Regions from separate parts of the Mus musculus genome. Here region 1 is linked to region 2. A link is a contact called in public Hi-C data. All regions are on one chromosome and are shown on one strand. Each heading gives the region's core, a stretch centred on a gene start, on an enhancer-like site or on the middle of the called end of the contact. The rest is flanking DNA. Distances are from core to core; before and after follow the strand shown.

Region 1 (6,349 bases), core at 1,856-4,355, 110 kb before region 2:
AAATAGGGGGGAAAAGACTGTAAAAATAGACTGAAGATTTCAAAAGCTTGAAGGTTGGGTTTCTGATGTTGGGGCAAATAGCCCCTTGTATGGCAAAATCTTTGTATAGTTCTTCCCACTTTTCCCAAAGCAAAACATTCATGTAGAAGACCACATTTTTTTCTTCAGCACACTCCAATGAACAGGAAGTTACTCACTCCATATTTGACTGTCCGTGGGGTTTGTCCAGGTCAGCTTGTCTGTTCTCCCACAACACTAAGTGGATCGGCATCTTGGCACATGTGTCCATTTATTGGTTAGGAAAAGCAATCTTCTGGCTTCTGTATGTCTGACATGGTATGTGTATGATGGCATTCGTACATACACACTAAACAATGTACTCACATTGGAGTATAGTGAATAAATATATCATTTTCCAGAAATAATAGTAAGTTTAAGAAGATAAACAATCCCCTTTCCAGGAGAAAGACAACCTTGAAAAAGTATGCCATAAGACTCCCTAGGCTTATTTCCATGGAAACTAAGAACCTAGTGGGACTGAACCAGTCAGTGCGGATGATGCACTGTGTCCTTTGGAGCCTTTTAGGCTTCAGGTGACTTTTTGTTGTCTAGTGAGTACTTACATTCATCCTTAAGTGAAAATATTTTCAAATGTCTGCGCATGGTGGCACATGCTTTTAATCCCAGAGAAAGTGCAACAGATATAGGTGGACTTGTATGAGTTTGAGGCCAGTATGGATTAAATAGTTAGTTCTAGGCCATCCATCCAGAGCTATTAGTAAGACCTTGTTTCAAAGTCTTTTTTTCTAATTGGTTATTTCCAGTGTTAAAGTTAGAGAATATATCTTTCCCTCTCTCTCTACCGCCCTCCCTCTCTCTCTCTCTCTCTCTCTCTCTGTCTCCCTCTCTGTTGTTGGGGAGTTACTTAGAAACCACTGTAGGTTGATGCTAACAGCCATTATGATTTAGCTAAACTAGCATAACTTTTAAAAATGCACCACACTGGCCATCCAAAGACCACTCAGTAGCCAGAAACAGCAATGTCAGAGGGATGAATAAAGCTAGGCTGCAAGGGGCCTTTAGGCTTGAAGTGAGACATGGGGACCGAGGTTCTACTTTTTCTGTTTTTTTTTTTTTTTTTTTTTTTTTTCAAGCTGTACTCTTGGGAAGTTGCAAAAGCTGAACAGAAAGTATGAAATCTGGAAGTTAAAAAAAAGGTGCAAAACCTCCCCAAAGTGGCCAATTCTGAGAAACAGAGGACATTGTGATGACTTTAACTGCCCTACATTTCATTTTGTTGATTTTCTTTTTAATTCATGAATTTTGTTCTTTGACTGTGTTCTTTTTCAATGTAAAACATGAAGAAAGCCTATTGTTAAAATCGAAGTTGCATTCTCTCTTTTAAAAATTCTATTCTTACATTATGAGAAAATTCCTCTTTTGATTTGTCATACCATTTTGAATAAGGCATTCCATATGCAAAGCACTTAAGGCCTGGGAGAGAGTGGTAGATGTAACCGATTTGAGGGCTTCATTCAGGTTTATTGAGTGGATTAGAGTCACTCCAGCCTCCTCTCTGCAAGTGGCTGTCTATAGGAGGCCTTGGTGTCATAGTTGACACAGCACTTTGCATTTAAATAGCTATGTGACCTTGAACATTCCTAATACTCCTGGGCTGGGGAGGTTTTCCTCTCTTAAATGGGGATACATAATTTGTAGCTGCCTTGCTGTTGAGATGTTGTGAAAATTAAATGAGGAAACAGGCCAAATATTCCACACATAGTAAACAACACTGTGATTATCAGTCTATCAACTTTTAGTAGAGCCAGTGGGGTTATGTGAAGGTCGAGCATTGGCTCTGTGCAATGTATGTGTATTGAACTCCATCAAGGCCATTAACGGACAGGAGATATGCAAGGGTAGCTCATATTCGTTTATCATCTGCTGGGGGCTAGGCTCTGCTCCCATCTTCTTAGGAATATTGTATTTAATTTTTATAATGACATTTAGGTCTGGGAACTAAGTGTGGGGACTATTACATATCTCATCCTTTATGATTAAGCAATCTAGGGTCATAGAGTTTCTTTCTTCCCTAAGGTCACAGAGCAAAGTTAACTATCAAACCTAAGAAAGAGATTTTAGCTTCCCTTGTAGTTGATCACATTAAGTGACCAAACTCATAGTGTCAGAATAAAGTTTTAGGAAGTTTCCAGAGAGGGACCCTGTCCCATTGCTTTTGGTTTCAATAAGATTCAGACTATAAGTCTTCTGATACGCTGATTGATGGGGACTTTCTTCTGTCTGAAGATGGCACATGCCCACTAGCCTTTAGGTGCCTCTTGAGGCATTTTTCCTGATCACAAAGTGAAGATGTCAGCTTGGTGAGGCTGGGGAAACTGCATTTGATCAAGCTCCTTTTCAAGGCCAGCTCCACTTTATACAACTTTTATGCATTATTTTGAGCTCTTTCTTGTTTTTCATGCTCTTGATCCCTCTTCTAGATCCTTCTTGACTATTACCTTATATGTCAAGGCTTTCCATGCTTCGGGGTATGGTGCTCTGCTCTCTATTTTTTATGTCTTGGCAGCTGTTAGAATGCAGTGTGTGTAAATGGATTCCACCTATCTCTATTAAGCTAAGAGTTTCTGAAGGAATGCCTTACATTATGATTTAGTATATTAATATCTAGCAAGTTAGTGAATTGAAAACTAACACTCCTGTCCAAATTACTGCAATCTAGCTGAAATCACTATCATTTTCTTCGTAGGGTAAGTGTTTGTGTCCACTTCTCAGTTCTCTGCTTATCTCCACCCTCATTTTCAATCTTCTACGGTCAGAACAATCTCAGAATAGTTCTAATTGATGGTTTTTTTCCTCTTTTTTCTTTTTATTTTCCTTCTTTTTTTGGTCCAAAGTATATTTTCTTGATTTTCATTCTCTGCCTGGGCTTTTTGGGGATTCTAATTTAGTCTGCTCAGTTCTTGCCTGGCACGGTAAGCTTGTTAGCTAGTTAGTAAGGCTTAGTTCTGAGATCTCAGTAATTGAGGAAGAGATACACATGCGTGCAAGAGAGAAACCATTCATGAAGGTTGGGGGCTGGGGTGGGGATAGCAGTTGAAAGGGATATGAAAGCCACTTCCCTTTTCTCATGTGAGTAGAAACCCCAGCAGGAGTTATCAGAACCAGTCATCTGTGTGATCATTCATTCATCTATTCATTCATTCATCTTAGACAGACCCAATCATCAGAAGAGCTGCTCGGTCATTTCTCTTTCTCTTCTTCTGGACCTTGTCCAGCTTATTCTAGATGGGAATGGCCACCACGGCTTTTTATGGTTCTGTGCTGTTCACTAAAGTGTATGTTCCTTAATGTGACATGTGAGATTGCTGATTTAGTCTCTGCCTACTGGTACTTTCTACTTGCTCTCTAAGCTACAGCAATACTGGTCAGCTCCCCTCTTTCTGTGTTTCTGTCTTTTCTTCCAAGTCTTTTCCTACTTACTTTTCAAACTCATCCAAGCCTTATCTCAATCTTAAGACTTTCCTTGAGTCTGTAACCTGAAGTTATAAGCCCCATTTGTCCATTGCAGCTCTGTAGGCAGAAGGCGGTTTTAGCTCTTCTCACTTTGTTATGACCCTTGTGGATCTTTGTCCTTCCACTGATCTATGAACTTTTCATAATCAAGGTCCATGTGTTATTTCTTATAATAACAGAGGTGTTAAATAAACATATCTTGAGTGAGCACATTAACTGTATGCTGCATGCTATGGAAAGTGTGTATTATTTTGAATCCTAGTAAATCATTCATAGGTTTGGTAGAAGAAAACTGTACTTATGTATTAATGTAGACTCAAAAATGGATGGGTTTGGGCAAAGCTAGAGGCAGATACAACAGCCTGTCTTCTCATTCTCCATTTCAGTCCCTCCCACCTTATGCTCTATTCTGCCCGATCTAGGAAGTGTCAGCATAGTTCTAGGTAGATGTTTCTATATTCATGTGACTTCACTTGGCAAATATCTGTAAAAGGCCAATATTTGAGCTGCAAACCTCATTGTCTCTATCATTCTATTCAACTACTATTTTTATAGTTTGAAATCATCTGTGGATGACATGTAAATGAATAAACATAGGTGTGTTTTAATATTTATTTTTTATTTTTATAAAATATTTAGTAACTTAAAATTAGCCTACTGGTCAACTCTCCTATTACATGACTATTTGTGGCCAAGTCTCAGGGCTCCATATTCTAGCATACAGTACATATATCCCAAAGCATCATTAGCCTTCCAGCGATTTGTCTGCCTTTTTTAAAAAATAAATTTATTGGTTATTTTGCTTATTTACTTTTCAAATGTTATCCTTCTTCCTGGTTTCTCCTCTGAAAAGCCTCGATCCCCAGCCCTCCCCCAACTCCCACTTTTATAAGACTGCTTCCCCTCTCACCCACCCACTTCCACTTCACTGCTCTACCCTGGGGCATCAAGTCTTCACAGGACCAAGGGCCTCCCTTCCCATTGATGCCAGATAAGGCCATCCTCTGTCACATATGCAGCTGGAGCCATGGCTTCCTCCATACTCTTTGGTTGGTGGTTTAGTTTCAGCGAGCTCTGGGGAGTCTGGTTGGTTGATATTATTGTTCTTCCTATGGGGTTGCAAACCCCTTACAGCTCCTTCAGTCCTTTCACTGACTCTTCCACTGAGGACAGTATGCTTAGTCCAATGGTTGGCTGTGAGCATTCTGAGAGCAAAGCCTCTCAGGAGACAGCTATATCAAGCTCCCGTCAGCAAGCACTTCTTGGCATCAGCAATAGTGTATGGGTTTGGTGTCTGTATATGGAATGGCTCCTCAGGTGGGGCAGTCTCTGGATGGCCTTTTTTTTTTCAATCTCTGCTCTACATTTTGTCTCTGTATTTCCTCCTGTGAATATTTTCTTCTCCCTTCTAAGAATTGAAGCATCTACACTTTGGTCTTCCTTCTTCTTGAGCTTTACATGGTCTGTGAATTGTATCTTGGGTATTCCGAGCTTTTAGGTTAATATATACTTATCAATGAGTCCATACCACATATGTTCTCTTGTGACTGGGTTACTTCACTCAGGATAATATTTTCTAATTCCATCCATTTGCCTAAGCATTTCATGAATTCATTGTTTTTAATAGCTGAGTAGTACTCCATCAGCAAGTGCTTCTTGTCATCAGCAATAGTGTCTGGCATTGGTGGCTGCATATGGGATAGATCCCCAGGTGGGACAGTCTCTGAATGGCCTTTTCTTCAGTCTCTGCTCCACACTTTGTCCTTGTATTTCCTTGATAGGAATGGATAGCAAGGAAGTTGATAATAACAACCATCTAAGCCAACTCCTTAATGCTTGTGAGTCTGCCTCTGTTTGCCTTGATGGTAACCTGTTGCTTTCTGAGCTGGCCCTCCTTGCCTTCTGACCAGGATACCCCCTTTTGTCACAGTCATATTAGGAGTTTTCATGATCTTCCTTTTAGTGTCATCTTGGCTTTCCCCTGTCTTCTGTATTTTTCTATCTTTATCTCATGTAAGAACACATTATTCCATGGTAGATGTTTGAGATTCTATTTATTTATATTTACTTGCCATGTTAAGATAGAATTTAGTTTTAACTTTTCTACTCTCTAGGTATATGATCAGGATATTTTGTTAACCATCTAAATCCCTAGTTTCTCATTGCCCTATCTACCATGGAGGTTGTTTGCAGTTCATAAGGGAATGTGTATATTCTTAACACATTGTGCATTCCAGGGTAAGCAGCCATTCATTCGTTTTCCTACCAAGTGCTGGCCAGGTATCTTCAGGGTACTAAGAACTGTTTATTAATGATAACAGCCACAGCTATAAATGTGTAACCAAGCAAAGTTGAAAATCAGATGCATGAAATATTTCAAACTTTATTTTTCTTATCTTACAGTGACCCTGGAAATATACGTTTTCAGGAAGTTTCTGATTATTATTATTTTTTCTGCCAGCATCAGAATCTTCGTGCTTTTGAAGTTTGGGGTCTGGGTAGATAGTCATTGAATGGATGCATTTAATAAGCAAATCAATAAAAATGCCTTGTGGTTTCTTTGCTTATTCCTGTCCGCTATCTGATTCATTTTTACTTCGATTGGTCTTTTCAAGCACTTTCATACTTATCCAGACTCTACCCAGAATTCTCATTGCTCCCCAGACCATGATGTTCAAACCACACTTTGCATACCATTTATTTGAATACTCAGTGGCTTAGGCTGGTGCCAGGCCTAATTTTCCCAATGTCCATTGCTGCCTCCCTCATTGCTTTTGACAGGAGCCAGTCTCACCACATCACACTTGGCCTGTTG
Region 2 (6,245 bases), core at 1,488-3,987:
AACTGTCACATGTATAAATAAGTAAATAAGATAAAACATTACACTTATTAATGCTTTCTTTTATATTAAGACAAAGATCAACGATGTGTTACATGATCACAGAGGACACCATTGCATTTATGCATTACAATTCATTTAACCACTGCCTTACTGTTGGAGAGGGAAAAGAAAATTTTCTTTTGTTTGTTTCTTGTCACCATAGACCATGCTGTATTCAATATGCCTATATTTCTTTGCACACACTGGGGTCTTTATTGTCACATGACATGCCATCATTTGTATTCCACAAGTCCTGGCCCTGAAAAGGAGTTATATTTATTTCCCATTGAAGGCTTAAATGGCTTCTTTGCATTTTGAACTATCTCTGTATACTCCCAGATGTAACAACTACTTTTAAAAAACGTAATTTATTTAAGACAACACTTCATTTACATATCTGTTTGACATGCTTAGAGTTCTAAGGGGCAAAGTGCTTTCCCCTGCCCTAGAGCCTGTTTATTCAATATCACTGACTTCATTGCTACCATCAGCAGTATCAGAATGTAAATCTATCTGACAATTCTTGTGGAGTTTTTGCTACTATATTGTAGATAACTGCATCTTATACTATGTCTGGTTGCTCTTGGGATGTAGGAAAATCTTCAATCTCACTGGAGCCTCTTATTTTGACAGTAGAACACTTTAGTGGATATTTTGAAGGTTTCTGGTTATACGAACATAGTTGTGATCTAGGCCAATAGTGCTAATCTTGCCCCTTTTCCTTTGAGCTTTGCATTTTGTTCTTCTGCCAATGATGTCCTTATCAGAGATAAGCAGTTGGGCAGAGTAGCACCGAATTAGTGTAACTGTGGGAAGGTTGTGAAGTCCAGCTTGAGTCCATTTGGAACTTGGAATGGGGTGGGGGGAGATAGCATTTCTCCTAAGGCTTTAAGAATTTGGAGATAAATAGTCCAACAATTTGGAAAGTCTGCATGTCTAAAAAAGTGTTCCACATGCAAAACAACTTTGGCAAGAGATGAGACACCTTTACTTGGTGTTCCCCTCTCTGTTATGGCTTTGTATAATTTTGTCATTAGGCTTCCACATGGTCCTGCAGCCATTTTTTTCCCCATCCATCAGTGTTTTAACCATCATCTGCTCAACTGGCCACTGACCTCCCTGAGGGTAGGAACTGTTTTCTTACTCTCTATGTCTGGAGTTGCTAGAAGAATGCCTGGAAAACCACTGGCCCTTAACAAATGCCTGCTAAACAAGCTACTAGATTTCCAAGTGTACAAATGGATGCATGCATATCTATTCATTTTTGTTGCATGTTGAACAAATGACCAGGTAGTCATGCCTCCAGCTTCACACAGAAGCACTAAATGAGGCTAAAGCCCAACTTCTCCTTCCCTGGGTTCAGAATTGAGGCAAATGCGGGTAGAATGAGCTGGCTCAGTTCCTCTGTTTCTTTGTGGGATTGATGATATGGTAGAAACATGATTGAGCAAGAATACTTCCTTCACATAATTCTCAGGAACTGTGGGTCTAGAGGTCGAGTCAAATATGGACGATTTCTTAATTATCTTACTTGTAGATCTTACTTGCTAATACCTGTGAATATCTGTTGGTTTTTAGCAGGAATAGATCATCAGCATGGAAACAGTAGGTCTGAAAAGACATTCTCTCTTGCTGTTTGTGAAGATTACTGGATAATGATTTTGCCAGTACCTATATTTTTGATCTCTCTCTCTCTCTCATATATCTGTCTCCATCTCTCTCTCTTTCTCTCTCTCCTTATCTTTCTATCTCTCTATCATCTATCTAGTTATTTTTATCAGTCAACCTATCATTTATCTACTTATCTTCATCTATCATCTATCTATCTATCTATCTATCTATCTATCTATCTATCTATCTATCTATCTATCTATCATCCACCTGTCTGTCTCTATCACATGCATATGAAGAGAGAAAGAAAAGAGAGAGGTAAGAGGAAAAGGAAGGAGAAAGGAGGTACAGACATAGAAAAATAGTACTTAAATTGGATCCTTATGAATCTCATCAGGTAGTAACTTTATTTCATTATCATTTTTTTTCCTATGAGAGAGATCAATACATTGAGTCTCTTCAATGCCTTGTATATTCAACTTTTTTTGTTTTGTTTTTGTTTTTTGAGACAGGGTTTCTCTGTATAGCCCTGGGTGTCCTGGAACTCACTTTGTAGACCAGACTAGCCTCGAACTCAGAAATCCACCTGCCTCTGCCTTCTGAGTGCTGGGATTAAAAGCATGCACCACCATGGCCGGCAAAAGTTACTATTCTGCATATTTTCATTCATTCTTCTGGCCCTCTGGGTTTCTTTCCTGTCTCCACCCATACCTGATCCTGCCTCCCTTTTCTCCTCCTCCTCCTCCTCCTCCTCCTTCCTCTTCTTTCGAGACACAGTTTCTCTGTGTAGCCCTGGCTGTCCTAGAACTCACTCTGTAGACCAAGATGGCCTCGAACTCAGAAATCTGCCTGCTTCTGCCTCCCAAGTGCAGGGATTAAAGGCGTGCACCACCACTGCCTTCAACTTTCAGTATAGGCTTGGAGAATATAGTCTCTCTTGCTGTTAAATGTGACTGTCATTGCACACTGGTCTGTTTTGAAAGGTATTGGTGTCATACCTGGGCTTACTGCAAAAATCATTCCGTTATGTATGTTGAGGAAGGTGTGGCTTATGTGCCATATGTCTGTCTGCCCTTTGTGCCCTAGCATTTGAGGAAAGGAAGTATTTCCCAATTCAACCCTACCCTTTCTTAATCTTCTGTCTTACCCTGCTTCACATGATGCCACTTTTTTTTTTTTTTTTTTTTTGAGAAACCATGTGGCTTGTACTGTCTGACCCACCCAGCCCCAGCTTCTTAGGGGATTTTCAGCAAGCTGGTAAAATACGAATAATTTTTCTCTTTCTTTTTTTCTTTTTCTTTTCCTTTTTCTCTTTCTTTTTCTCTTTTTCTCTCTTCTTTCTTTCTTTTTTTCTTTTTCTCTTTTCTCTCTCTCCCCTTCTTCTTCTTCTTCTTCTTCTTCTTCTTCTTCTTCTTCTTCTTCTTCTTCTTCTTCTTCTTCTTCTTCTTCTTCTTCTTCTTCTTCTTCTCTCTCTCCATTTTATTTTATTTTATTTTATTTTATTTTATTTTATTTTATTTTATTTTATTGAGACAGAGTCTTACTATGTAGTTTCAGGCTGCCTTGAAACTCACTAGATTAACTAAGCTGGGTTTAAACTCACCCAAATATGCCTACCTTTTCTCAGTGTGCACAACCATTCCCAGCCTAAATATGAGTAATTGTTCCTTGCAAGTTGATGGTATTAGGAATGAACTCCCAATGGCTGTCTTAAATATACTTCAAATGACTTAAGTAGATAGAATCTTCATTTTATCCTCTAATGCTATCTTCACTGGGCTGGGTCATTTACTGTCTTTAAGACCCCATTCAAAAATAAGCAGAGAAATAAACAAAACTAGTCCCAAATTCTTGTGTGATTGATAAATGAGATTATCTAAGCACTGAGCCCATAGTAGGCTCTAAAAACAAAACAAAACAAAACAAAACAAAACCTGCCATGACCCCGTTGAAACAATGTAGTAAACAGTATGAGACAGGACAGGCTGGTCAGGAGAAATGATTTCAGTGCAATTGTCTAGATGGTAGAACAAAGGGTCTCAACATGTGGGCCATGACCCCTTTGGTGGTTTTATACTAGATATCCTGAATATCAGATATTTACATTACGATTCATAACAGTAGCAAAATTATAGTTATGAAGTAGCAACCAAATAATTTTATGGTTGGGGGTCACCACAACATGAGGAACTGTATTAAAGTGTTGCAGCATTAGGAAGGCTGAGAACCACTGCTCTAGAGGAACAAAGGGAACTAATAGGAAGGGGAAGGGGTGAGAAATTTGAGGGTGGGGGGCGTGGGAATAACATGCCCCACATACACTATGTACTTGTATGGAAATGTCCTTGTATGTAGCTCAGTGCCATGTAAAACAAGTATATATAATGAAATATTTAAAAGAGAAAAGAAATAAAGAAAATGAATGCTGTAATTTCTGTAATGGTAATTTCTTTACAAATTAGCCAAGGGTCATTTTTATACTTTTACAATCTTGGTAAATGTATAGTCCCAACTATCAGTTGGACAAGATGTGATCATGACTTATTTGCATAGAAACTGGAAACGAAATGGGAAATGCTGTCTAGGAGATAATATGTAGTTAATGGCCTTTGATTATTTTGGTTCTTACAATGAGCCTATTGGTAAGGTGGTAAAGTGTGTTGCCCATTTTGTTCCCATTGTCATATGTGTCCCATGAGAGAGGATGAGCCTGGCATTCTTCATGACGTTCCATTAATCATTTCACCTATAGCTTTTAAAAATCCTATTGCAGGCTTACCCGACTCTGTACACTATGATTTCTTGTACCAAGAGAAATATTCTCATGATGGGGACATGGATGTGCTGGCCACCATGACAGTTATTAGTAACTGTAAATTGCTAAATTGCTAAAGTAGAACAGACTGGGCATGAGAAGTGACAATTGTAGTTTCTGTAATAGTAATTTCTCATACATTACGCCGCTATCTTTATTCTAACACTTTAACAATCTCTGCTAATGTAGTCTTTGAATGATGAATTTTCTTTCTCTTTTTCTTTTCCTTTTTAGATAATCTATAAAGATGTGACTCAAAGCCTGAACTAAGGTATGTTTACAAGGGTACTAACTTTAGTACTGGGAGACTATAGTCTATAGTACTAGTGCAGACTATAGCATCTTCGAAGTGGAGTCATTGGAAGACTTTATTGAAATTCTGTCTTTCATATTTTGAAACTCAAAATTCTAGGAGATCCTGGGCTGGATGTGTATTCTCTGGGCATTTACTTCCATTGCTGGTGTATTTCCCTTCTACCTTTGTTCTTCAATTTGGACATTTATTCAGATTCAATATCTAAATTAATGATCAAAATTCCATTCCATCTTACAAAGACTTACAGGAATATAGATAGGAGGGACAATTTCTCACTGTTTTCGAAGCTGATATTTTAAAAAGTTACACATGGAAGTTTTTGCATTTCCTAGAATATTCTTTTTTTTTTCCAGGAAATAGAGGCATTTTTATTAAAAGACTGACCGGAGCCAACAAAGAGAGAATTCTCTAGATAAGGCCAGGGCTATTAGTAGTTAAAGGATTATATAGGCAAAACCTACAAAGTAACAATTTTGGGAAGCCAAAGTAACTCATATCTTCTCCCAGAGCAGGCAAGACTTGATTTAGTGACACGTCCAACAGATGCTTCAGACATACAAGCAAGCGGGCAGTTTGTAAAAAGCAAAACTAAACCATTAGCCTGTTTAATCTTGTGACCCATCACTTTGTAGGAACAGCTGTGGCACTGAAATATTTTGCAACATTCAGCAATTTTTTTAAGAGTACCTCAACGGTACCAGGAAGTGGTCCATCTCAGGCTACCTGACAGGGTACATTCAAGATAATTTCCTCAGGGCTTATGCAACCTAAAAACAATTTTATTTTTTCAAGCCTAGCACAATAAATGTATCCTCTAAACACAGTGTTAACCATCACAAAGGCAGTCCTGCAAAGTTACTCAGCAATATAAGACCAATGTGGTAGTTTCAAGATTTTTTCTTGGTATAGGAACAAATCCTTCAAAGGTGTAATTAGAAAGAAGAGAAAGAAGCCTGGTACAAACAAAATGATACCTGGGGAAATAACAATCACAAGAAATTCAAACCTTTTACAGAAAAAAATAAGTACATTTTTTTTCCTTAGAGTAAATCATTGCTGTAGGTATATGTGCACATTTTGCTAATATTTTCAGTGGAAAAAACCAAATAGTATGTGTCTCAATTATTTTCTCACATTTTTGTAAAAATATCTTCATACCTTTGAGAGTAGATCAAAGACATGCTCAAGGTGGGGGGTGGTTGAAATGGACAAGAAGGTAAAGTGCTTGCTGTTTAATCATGGTGGCTGGAGTTCAGATTCTAGGACCCACAGAAAACACCCTCCTCTGTAACTACAGCTACAGTTGAATTCTTCCTACTGTTTTCTAGAGAGGAGTTCAGGGCTTGTGTTATTGGTAGGATTGTAACTGAAGTAGTGGTGTATCTTTCTCAATGGATCCTATTGATAATGGTGAGATTTTATTTATTCTCTTTGGGATTGATCCTTGGTAAATTGGTACCATTT

What was found. A called contact is a pair of places that touch in the nucleus more often than the background predicts.
Region 1: a contact with region 2 is called in a Hi-C map of myeloid progenitors, with 3 times the contacts expected there. The contact joins two enhancer-like sites. A contact is called at or near these places in 1 of 15 datasets of contacts at CTCF or cohesin (pro-B cells), 8 of 484 Hi-C or Micro-C datasets (the HL-1 cell line, bone marrow-derived macrophages, granulocyte-monocyte progenitors and 3 more) and 3 of 115 datasets of contacts at active chromatin or transcription factors (bone marrow-derived macrophages, microglia and neural progenitor cells).

Annotation. Positions count from the first base shown.
Region 1 is chr15:63,608,132-63,614,480 of GRCm38.p6, reverse strand. No RefSeq gene overlaps it. Among named protein-coding and RNA genes, the nearest start is that of 4930449C09Rik, 110 kb to the left of the region's middle. Within about 2 kb of position 3,105, at least 74 of the 459 cell types and tissues checked have an H3K27ac peak or open chromatin away from gene starts, as enhancers often do. A contact at or near this core is called in bone marrow-derived macrophages, granulocyte-monocyte progenitors and myeloid progenitors, where this site is marked.
Region 2 is chr15:63,493,888-63,500,132 of GRCm38.p6, reverse strand. No RefSeq gene overlaps it. Among named protein-coding and RNA genes, the nearest start is that of Gm25702, 16 kb to the right of the region's middle. Within about 2 kb of position 2,737, at least 15 of the 459 cell types and tissues checked have an H3K27ac peak or open chromatin away from gene starts, as enhancers often do. A contact at or near this core is called in bone marrow-derived macrophages, granulocyte-monocyte progenitors and myeloid progenitors, where this site is marked.